Linked DNA regions of Mus musculus: region 1 is linked to region 2. Evidence: chromatin contacts called from public promoter capture Hi-C data. All regions are on one chromosome and are shown on one strand. Each heading gives the region's core, a stretch centred on a gene start, on an enhancer-like site or on the middle of the called end of the contact. The rest is flanking DNA. Distances are from core to core; before and after follow the strand shown.

Region 1 (4,953 bases), core at 177-2,676, 3.4 Mb before region 2:
CAACTGTCGCTAAGGTAACTGAGAGCTGGGCTCAACCTGACTGAGCGTGCAGGGTCTGGGAGCTGCATAGGCTAAGCAGTTCCGAGCTAGTGGTGGCACAGGAGGGGCGGGGGCCAGAGCCTCGAATGCAAAGGAGCTGCTCTGGGAGGCCAGCGCTAGTGCAGCCCGGCATTTGGCAGGAAGAGGAGGGGAAGATGCGGTGAAGGAGAAACGGACCGGAGCGGGAGGAGGGAGAGGAAGCCCAGGCGGGGCGGGCCGAGGGATGGAAGGAGGGACCAGAGGAGGAGCTCGGGCGGCAGCAAAGCCCGCGCGGGGCTAAGAGAACATCGGGGCGGAGTCCCAGGCGAAGGGGCCGCAGCCTCACCATGGGCCTCGAGCCCTCCTTCCTCGGCCTCCTCCCCTCCCTCCTTTCCATCTCAGCAGCGCCCTCACCCTGCCTCTGGCTGCCTCATACAAAAGCAAAATGTCCGCCATCTTCGGAGGCGATTGCTGCAGCCGTGCTAGGAACTCGGCCCTCCAGTGCCTTCTCTACACCGGCTGCTCATCTCCGGGCCCCTCTCTGCGACCCCCGACCGCCGCCACCCGCCCTGCTCCTCCTGCCCTTCGGCGCTCCTCACTGCAGCCCGTCCCGCAGGGCGACGCAGGATCGCCACGGGTGGAGGCAAAAGGGATCAGCAGCCCCAGGCTAGTGGACGCGCACGCTCTTCCCGCCCACCGCTCCCCCGCTGGCCTGTTTACCTTGATGCAGTAGGGAGGCTCATCGTAGGTGACCAGCATGTACCTGTCTCCGCGGCTGGCTGGGTCCCGGGCGCGCAGCTGCGGGGCGAGGGATGACGGGGGGGTCGCGTAGGAAACGAGGGGAAGCGATACAAACGTTACAGAAGCACCTCAGTCCAACCCACCCATCCCACAGAAGCGACCCCTTCATCTCCTTTCCCCTCCTTTTACCTTCAAGAATAACTCCACAGCGCCTTTAGCAATGTCCAAATAGGAGGTGCCCAGGTCAGTGCGCTGGTTCATGGAGGCGGACGTATCTATGAGGAACAGCAGGATGGGCATCTTCCACTACACCCCTGGTTCTGGTCCCCACTCTCCCAGTCCCTTTTCCCTCAATGCCACGTATGGCTACCCAAATCCTGAACTCTCGCAGAGCCAGGGAGCAAGAGGAAAAGTGGGAAACGGGATGGGATAGATGGGACCGCTCCTGGCCTCTTTCTGCAGCCCCAACTCCTCTCCCTCCAAGGGAACTTGAAAGTGTGAGTGTGTCGGTCTCCGGGCCGTCTCTCTTCCCCTCTTCTGCCACCACTACTGCCCGCCGCCGCTGCCGCTGCCAGGACTACTGCCTAAGCATCCGTCCACGCTCACTAGAGCGCTCGCCCCAGACTGAGAGCCCTCTCTGTTCACTGACACAACTTCTGTCTGCTCACCTACCATCAGCACCATGTGACTAGAACACACGCCATTGGCTGCCAATTATGTTTAATTTACATATTCATTAGATGACTGGGTAAAGGGAGGGACTTGGGCCAAGCTTGAGGGTTGTAGTTTGGAACCCATGCTGGAGGTAAGGGGCGGGGGAGTAAAGGACCTTCTTCAAGCTCAGATTCTCCTTTAAAGGATTTAGAAGCCTTTAGGGTAATTTGTTTGGTCGTTTGGATGGATTTTCTTTCGTGCTTCAAAGATGGTAATTCGAAAGGAAAGGAGAATTGGGCAACAGTTGCATAGAAACAGATGTTTAGGCAGGCTTCACACAAAACATAACTACAATCAATCAATCCTGCCAGTGGCTAAGACCAAAACATTTCAGTAGCAGCAAACTTCTTTCCTAGCCAGACTTGCTCAAATTCCCTTAGATTAGTCCCTCTTCCTGATCAGTGTTTACATGTCGTTTTCTTGGTTGGTTCAGCTACTTAAAAAGGAAGCTGCCGCGGAAACGTTACCCTAAGCTGTCCTTTTGTAAGGACAGGCTCTCTCAGGCTTTGAAACATTGACCAGCCTGTGATACTTAAACTCCTGTGGGGACTGTGCGGCCTTTATCCATGGCTGATATCCTGCTTCAACTCAGGTTCATTGAACGTCCACAAAAGTGCTAGGCACCTGAAGTAGGCGTTCAATCATTGAAATATGTAGGGTCGATGGTACTGAAATTTAATTTTCAGTAGAGGGAAGTTGCCAATGCTGGCTCCATGTAAGTACTTGGTAACTGGTCAACTATACTTGGCTTTCCACTGCATATGACTCAATTTTTAAACTTGTATCTCAGGCTGGTCCTGAACTCCTCAGCATATCCTACAAGCGTGTGCTATGCCAACTACTGTGACATTATTTTTAATATAGAGTATGAGGTAGTGTTGCAGCATAGGAGTACGATGTTTGCCCAGCTCCTGTGAGGCGCTGAGTTTGAGTCTCCTACAACACTGATGATGGCGATAATGATGATAATGATACAGAGTATTTCTAGCAATGTGCTGTACACAAGTTAGACTCTTGAGCTTCAATGAGTATACAATTTTAATACAATGTGAAGATCACATATATATCTGCAAATGTTTTCTATATTGTTTGTAGATATCCTGTGTATATGTTCTACATGATTGATATATATTATGTTTTCTCAGAAATAAGACCAAAAATGGTGATGCAAGTAAAAACAGCGAGGCAGCACTTGCCTGTGGTCTAGAAGTTCAGAAGATTTCATGGGCAAAGAACAAGGTGTAAAAGAGGGAATCTGGCTTAGGAGGAATGGTGTGAACAAGAGTCCGCCAGAGACCACTCTATGTGTGATGAAGACCAGCTTACTGAAATATATAGAATGACTTGGGAATTAAAGATGGAAAGACATCAAACTTCCCCATTTCTGTCTTAAATATTAGTGGTGAAGGGGCTAGGAGCATTGGTCTTTGGATAGGAGTACTCACTGCTCTTGCAGAAGACACTGAGTTTGGTTCCTAGCACTCACTTAGAAGGCGTCAAACTTCCTGGAAATCCAGGTCCAGGGGATCCAATGCCTTCTGGCCTCTGTGGGTACTATGAACATGTGCACAAACCCACAGATAGACACACAAATGCATATAATTAAAAATAAAAATAAATCATTAAATATTACTGAAGAAAGATCGTATATGCATGGACTAAATAAAAGTTTATGACCAATGGGTACCTGTGTGGTAGTTTTTTGTATTGCTTTGTAGCAAATTATCACAAATTCAGCAGCTTAGCACGTACTTAAATGTTATCTCCTGCTCTGATTAGCTGGATTCCCTGCTCCATCTCACAAAGCTGTGGTCAGGGAAATGGCTAGGCCACATTTTTCATCTGGGAGCTCAACTGGGAAAGAATCAGCTCGGTAAAGCTCAGGAAGGCTGCTGGCAGAATTTATCTCATTGTGACTGTATGTGAAAAGGCTGAGAGCCACCCACAGATCTGCTTGCTGCTAATGTCCTCTGCCACACAAGCCTCTCCATCACCTGTTCACGATGCAGCTGTTTCTTTAGGGCCAGCAGGGAAAGCTCTCTCTCCAATCTGCTGATACAGAGCCTTAGATAATGTAACATAATCACGACAGTGACATCCATTACCTTTGTAATATTCTATTGACTAGAAGCAAGTCAGAGGTCCCAACCATACTTAAGGGAGAGGGATTATACAGCACGGGTACAGAACCCTAGGGCCCAAATGAGAATCCTGTACAACTTTAGGGGCTTATGGGGGAGGAGCATTACCTAGAAACCAGTTTTGCCTAATTTATAATTTTCACTAAAGTCCGTTGTTGTTGTTGTTATGACACTCTTATCTAGCCAAATAACTGCATTGGGCTGGTTTATTATCTTTTGTTTGAACAGAAGTGCCCAGGAGGACTTTATGTTCTGTTATCACGTTCTTTATTTATTCATAATGGTCACTAGCTCACAAATGATATTTTAAGATGACTTTTAAAAATCTTCTTTAGGGTCTGGAGAGATGACTCAGTGGTGAGAATTTCCGCTGCTCTTGCAGCGGACCTGAGTTCAGTCTCTAGCCCTCATCTCAGGCTTATAACCACCTGTAACTCTAGCTCCGGGGGATCTGGTGTCTCATGAACCCACATGCAGAAATACACACATAAAAACAATCCAGGGTGGGGAGGGGGGAGTCTTGCAAGATCTCTGATACTTTTCTCCCAACTTTGCTTACACCTTACTTTTACAATCAGGAAAGAATCTCTCTTTCAAATAACACATGCTGAGTCTTACAAAAAACAGCCCCGAAGGTGACTTGCCAGCATTAACAAAGCACAAACAGCTTCAGTTGCACAATTCTCTAAAGTGGAGGACTCGCAGGTCCCACAAGGTAAGATTTTTCCCCCCTGGTAGGCCTTATAATGGATCCGTTTTCCTCCAAACAAGCCATGTTATTTATTCTTTTTGGCATACGTTCGAGTGTAACCTCAGTGACGTAAACTTAACATCTGAAAAAATGTCCACATCTCATTATAAAATGCAAAACTGACGATATAAAAAAAAAAAGTCGCAACTTGGAAGATTCATATACTTACTCAGATAAAGCCAAAAACCCCAACTGGCTTTTTCCATATGAGCTCCATTACGGTACACTGTACAAAGCCCTGTGCCATACATCAATGCTAAGACCCTTTCTGTGCCTCTCTCTGCTACAGACCATCTACTCCTGTGTTGAAGTCTTAAGTGGATTGGATTGACTTGTCCTTCGTACTAGAGTGTAAGAACTTTGTGGAAGCACTCAAAGTCTATGACTGATGCCTAGTGCAAAGTACTTGCTCAATAAATGTCTGTTAAAAGGAAATTATGAAGTTCATAATGGTTTCCATTCTTTCCTTATCTTCTCAAGTGCTTGGGCATTGTGTCGAATATCCTTTCCCAAGGCTATCCAGCCCAGTATCATTGTACCCTCCCCACCATCCTCCACTTGAGGATAGCAGGTCCTTTTCTCTGTCCT
Region 2 (5,585 bases), core at 831-3,330:
TCTTTTTGGCTAATTTCTCCCCACAGTTTTACAGATCCTGAAAGACTCTACCCTCCTGTCTTCTCACCCTCCAAACCCAGAAAGAAAAACAAAACAAAACAAAAACAACGAAAATAAGCCCCAGTCATCAGCCTAAGGTCACACGATTGTAGCAAAGCCTTGAAACTTTGCGATCATTTTCGCAAAACTCACGATTATGAGATCAACCTCGAAGAAGTATCACAGTAAAAATATAGAAATACAGCGAGAGTTGAGTAGCGCAAGAAACTGCAGCGCTGAGCACCGCGGAATTCAGAATCCGTGATTTTAGTATCTGCCTGCCGTTTTCGCATGTGTTACCCGTTTTGCAATTGCCCCCCCCCCTTTTTTTTTCTTGACACCTGGTGGGTTTTGTTGTAGTTGTCCCCGCTCCCTCCTGAGGTTCCAAACTATCCCGCACGCCTTCTACCCTCTGAAATAAAACTTAGGCTTGACTCTGGGAGCATGGAGGACCCCGCGGCTGCACCGCAGCTACCAGCGTGCTGCTCAACTGCTGGATATTCGCAGACGCCCAGATGTCCTCGCTAGTCAAGGGCGCCAAGGAACCCACTAAGTCCCAGACTAGACAAGAGGTGGCTGGAGTAGAGGTTTAGCCAAGAGCTGCTAAGGCAACAGCCTCTCCTTCAGAGTCACGGAGTGAACGCGCTAAGTAGCTCCCACATAGCGCCTTGTACCCAGCACTCCACCTGCCCCTGTGGTCTCTTTTGGAGCCCGGGTGTGTAAGCTGCTGCAGGCCAGCGAAACCCTTCCCGTCCAAATCCTATCTGAGTTTACATCCCACTCTCTCAAAGATGTCTGCAACCCAAGAAAGGTGGGAAGAGAGACGCTGAGTTTATTTATTTATTTTTTAACATCCAGGCTCTATTTTATAAGGGATTTCTCCCAGATTTTTTTTTTTTTTTGAGTCTTTCACAAAGCTCAGACTGTCCTCGAACTTGCTATGTAGCCAAGGACGCCCTTAAACTTCTGTTTCTCCTGCCTCCTCCGAGTGCTGGACTCTACTGGTCCATGTGCTACCATGCCTGGTTTTTCCAGCTTTGTGTTATTGTGACGTTTTGCAAATATACAAGAAAGTTGCGAACGCGGTGCAATGAAAGACTATTGACTCCCCACCCAGATGCAACCTCATGTTAGCTCCTTGAAATCCATTCCCGTTCCCCCTTCTCTCTGAGTGCCTGTCTGGGTCAGCGGCATCATTTGAAAATCATAATCACTCTTATACTTCATCTCTTTACACTTAGGCACAGTTCTTGTCACCCTGGACACCCTGCTATTAACTTCAACACCGTTCTCATACCTCCCTGGTAAACAGCGCCGTCCCTAAAGATATCCAGCATACAGAAGAAAGACTCCCTTTCTTTCCCTACTCCAGACTCAAAACTTAAGTAGTAAAGACTTTCCTTCTTGGACTGGACATGTATAAGTAAACTGTCGTTCCCTGCCTCAGTGTCATGCCCACCCCTAAAGTGGACCGCCAGGACCTAAGGGAGTCCTCTACCTGAGGGAGAGTTTGGCAGAGAGGCCAGAGCACAGAAGACTCAACAGAGCCTGGGCACACTCGCGCGCCTAGCACTTCCCTTCTGCAATCTGAGGGTCCCTTGTTTCCTCATCCTGTTTCAGGCACCCCCAAGAAAAATAGTCCTAAGAGGCTTGGCTTAGCCGCCCTGTACCCTCCTGGTAGCCCCAAAGACTTGGGCCCTAGTGACTTTAGAGTGTCATTTGTGGCATGGGTCTTTGAGCTGGAGCTTGGTTGCTTCCCTTCCCGCTTTTCCCCTTTCCCCTTTCTCCCTGGTTTTTGTCTCCTGCACCCGCGGCTATGAGGCTCTCTGTACGTGGCCACTCCAGGCTCCCCGTGTCCTTCCCGGCCCTTCCTGGCTGCAGGCCAAGGCTGTGGCTCTGCGTGTCCGCACGGCCTCCCCCCTCCCCCCTTCCGCTCCGGGGCCTCCGAGCGAGCGGGCGAATGGTTGGGCGGGGCGCGGAGCAGCGCATGGCCACGCCCCCCGGGCCGGCTTTTTCTAGGGCTGCTGCGGACCACTGGGCGCTGGCTGCTCCCGCTCGCCTCTTGGGGTGCGCTCGGCTCCAGCCCAACTCCGCCAGCTCCGCCGGCTCCAGCACCGCTCCAACCCGATTCCAGCCGGATTCCAGCCCGATTCCAGCCCGGTTCCAGCCCGATTCCAGCCCGGTTCCAGCCCAGCTCCGTCCCGGCTCCGGTTCTTCTCCGCCACGCCTCTCTGTGAGCCCCTCGCCCCGCGAACCCCGGTTCCCCGGCTGTCCGTCCCTCTGTCCCTCGATGTCCCGCACCACCGCCACCTCGCGCCCTCCCAAGTCTCCGCGACTCGCTCTTCTAACCTCACAACCTCGCCACACCCCTCCGCCCTTTCTCTCTCGCTGTCCGTCTGTCTGTCCGCCTCCCCGCCCGCCTTTTCCTTCCTCTCTCTAGCTTCCCCGGCTTGTTTTCTAGGTCGACGCTGAGGAGCAGCTTCGCAGGAAAATCCCAGAAACCTTTGCAAAAAGCTTACAATGAAATTTAAGAAGTTCTACGATTTCGGCGCCATTTTCGAGTGGAGTGAGAGGTGACTTAGAATCTAAAAAAGAAAAAAACGAGGGGGAAGGGAACTTTTTGGCCCGCCTCCCCCCGCCCCCAACTATGTCTCTGGTCACTACAGACTGTAACAGATACGGGGATAATTCTCAAAAAAATGTTATGCGTCGCGCTGGGTGGGGTGTGGGGGTGGAAAGCGTGTCCGGGGGTCGTGGTGGGGGGAGGACAGATCTTTAAAATGTCTAGCAAGTGAGTGTGGCCAGGGAACTTCTCAGAAAGTGGACTGAGAAGAGTAAACGGGGAGGGGTGGGGAGAGAGAAATGAGTGAGGGGCGGGCAGCCTCAGGCTGTCAGCCTTGCCAGGGTGGGGAGCAACTAGTTTTGACAGACTGTAAATGGGACTTTGGGCCACTCATTTGTAAGCAGTAAAGAATGTCCTGGAAAGAACCGTAAAATTCGTTTTCCATTGTCTCTCGCTAATTAAAACTTTTCAAGGTTGTTTAGTTGTTTTTTTTTTTTTTCCAGTATTGGAAAAGTTTGGCTGGAAGGTGCGGAGGACCTGTGCATCATGTTTTGGGTGTGGGGGCGCATGGCATCTGCAACATTAAAAGACAAAACGTTCTCAACTGGGAAGAGAGGAAGAGGCTTAGTCTTTGGCTCTTAAATCATTTGGCCAAACCCTTCGCAGTTCTGAAGTGGGTGGGGCCATTTTGACCCGTCGTGGTTCTGAAGTGGGTGGGGCCATGGTAACCCTAAAGTATTGATTCTTTGTCTATTGTATCAGCGAATGACCCTCTCTAGAAGTGACCAGACATCTCTTTGTGCTCTCTTTTCGTAAGTAAAGTTAAGCCCAAGGGGAAATACACAAACCCAGGGAGTGAGATGGCTTTTTAAGGATATAAGTCGTTGTAGAGTGATGGGAAGAAAAGAAATGGATGAAGGATAATCTAGAGATGAATTTGATTCCAGTGTATTCGTTAACAAAATTATCTAGTAAGACCTTCGTTTTTGATGATGTTATCTCGAATGAATTTTGTTTTTATGAGTAGTCAACTAAGGAAATGTTAAATTAAGAGGAATTGCAATCTCTGATGTGACATTTGTGTGGGACATAAAGTTAAATTGGGAGAAAAATACGTATCTTTAAAGTATAATTGTATCTTTACTAAACACGGCTTTTCTCTCTCCTCTTTTTAAAGGTGACCATCGATGGTTTTTTCCTCCACAATTCCGTGTCCATGTAAAAATGACTTGTAATATAGCCAAGAAAAGACGGAATTTTCATTCCAACTTAAGGAGTGGGGCTGTTATTATTAATGGCTTTATTTATCATGACCTAAGCAATGCATATGTTAGCACTGGATCATTATCTGTTATGTTAGGAATTTTGTATTTAGTTTAATTACATACTCTGTATATTTTATTAATTAATTAAAAGGACCCAGCATTCATTGTACTAGTTTCGAAAAACGGACATAATTTTAAATGAGAATACAGGAAATTTGTATACAGAATGTTTTTTGCTTTCAAAGGCACTGTAGTTTTGTTGTTTTAGTTATTAGGTTTGTGGTTAAGGACTAAAGGATGGTTTTTGTGCTTTCCTGAATGCTTTGTTTAAACAAGGAAATGAATGTAACTTGTTGCTCATGTGTGTCCATTTTGAAAAGCAACAGTGGGAGCTGAGGAGAGCGCACAGTGCCGGCCATTTCAAGACAAGATTTTCAGTGGCGTGGCTTAAGAAGGAGTGATTTGTATTTAACATCAAGTATTTAAGGATGTCATTTATTTAAAGTTCTTGATTTGTGATTTGATGTCGATGGTAACAAATGTCTTTATAAATAAGCTTGAGTAGCCAGCAATGTATGAGAACATCCAGGAATGTATGTTTCATCTAGAACATTCTCATGCTTTGTCCTTAAAAATAACTAATGACGAGGTGATTACTGTAAGAACGGAGGAAACTACTAGACAAGTCTATTCCATGCCTATAGTATTCAGTAAAACCAACTGGGACTACCCAGAGGGATTTTTTTTTGATTATCAAAAGTTCCTTGCACCAATTTCCAATAAATGATCAAAACCCGGGGACAATAAATGAGACTTATACAAGGTAGCAGGAAGTTTCACCAAGACTTTGGAGCTGGCAAGAGTGATCCAGATGTTACCAAATTGTCTCAGTTTATTTAATCCCACTTTTCATCTACTTTCTGAGGTAAGAGTCTCCTCCTCCCCACTATCCACCACACCCTGCTTTCCAACAGTACACCCTTTGCCTCACCAGCAGATCCTGGAAATCACAGAGACTTTCTTCCTTCGCAGGTACCCCAGAGCGGCCCCCACCCTCGTTGACTCCGAAGGGCTGCAGCAGCAATTCATGTTTTGGAGTATTGCCAAGGTTCAAAACATGAAGCGCTGCAACACCCCTTCGTGGGGAATGTAGAAGGTGGGGACCTGCTGAACAGACCTGTGTGGGTTCTACTAAAAGCCCTAAAGCAGGTAGGTGGGAGGGCAGGGGCTTAGTCTAGTGAGGGTCACTCTACACAGTCCAAGGGCCTGGGTGGGTGTGAATAGCAAGGTGGCAATTCACTTGAAGAAGGGACAAGGCATCCTGTACTCAGCCCATCCCACTCAGTCGTGCCCTAGCAGCGGGAACAGTACTGCAGTGAGTGTTTGGTGCCCTGGAGTATTGTTTCCACTGCCTGGGTAAGTCTGGGTCTTCCACATGGGCACACCCACCAGGTAAGTTTCGGTTAGCCTGCAGCATAGGCCCCATGGGAGGGAGACTCTAGAACAGCTCCCAACTAGAGTTGCTGATCTGTGACTCTGACTGGGTGTGACTGAAAGTGTGTTGTTAGCGCCTCACTTGCTGCTCAGGTAAAAGTGAATCAACTGGGAAAAAAAAAAAGCACTTCCTGGTCATCAAGTAGTATACCACCCACAAGAGCGAAACAAGAAAATTTGTCCTAAGTCCTCAACAACAAAATGGAGAAGGGGTCCTTCCAAAA

What was found. Promoter capture Hi-C pulls out the DNA fragments that hold promoters and counts their contacts.
Region 1: a contact with region 2 is called in a promoter capture Hi-C map of pre-B cells. The contact joins the promoter of Ints6l here to the promoter of C430049B03Rik in region 2. A contact is called at or near these places in 3 of 39 promoter capture datasets (cranial neural crest, frontonasal cranial neural crest and pre-B cells).

What each region holds. Positions count from the first base shown.
Region 1 is chrX:56,451,312-56,456,264 of GRCm38.p6, reverse strand. It overlaps Ints6l (integrator complex subunit 6 like), which reads right to left and starts at 1,426. Exons shown (of 17, transcript NM_172779.4): 1 at 949-1,426; 2 at 739-816. The coding sequence starts at 1,059.
Region 2 is chrX:53,053,685-53,059,269 of GRCm38.p6, reverse strand. It overlaps C430049B03Rik (RIKEN cDNA C430049B03 gene), which reads left to right and starts at 2,080. Exons shown (of 4, transcript NR_038185.1): 1 at 2,080-2,272; 2 at 2,501-2,612; 3 at 3,106-3,128; 4 at 3,780-5,585. It overlaps Mir503 (microRNA 503), which reads left to right and starts at 5,216; the gene lies at 5,216-5,286. It overlaps Mir322 (microRNA 322), which reads left to right and starts at 4,921; the gene lies at 4,921-5,015.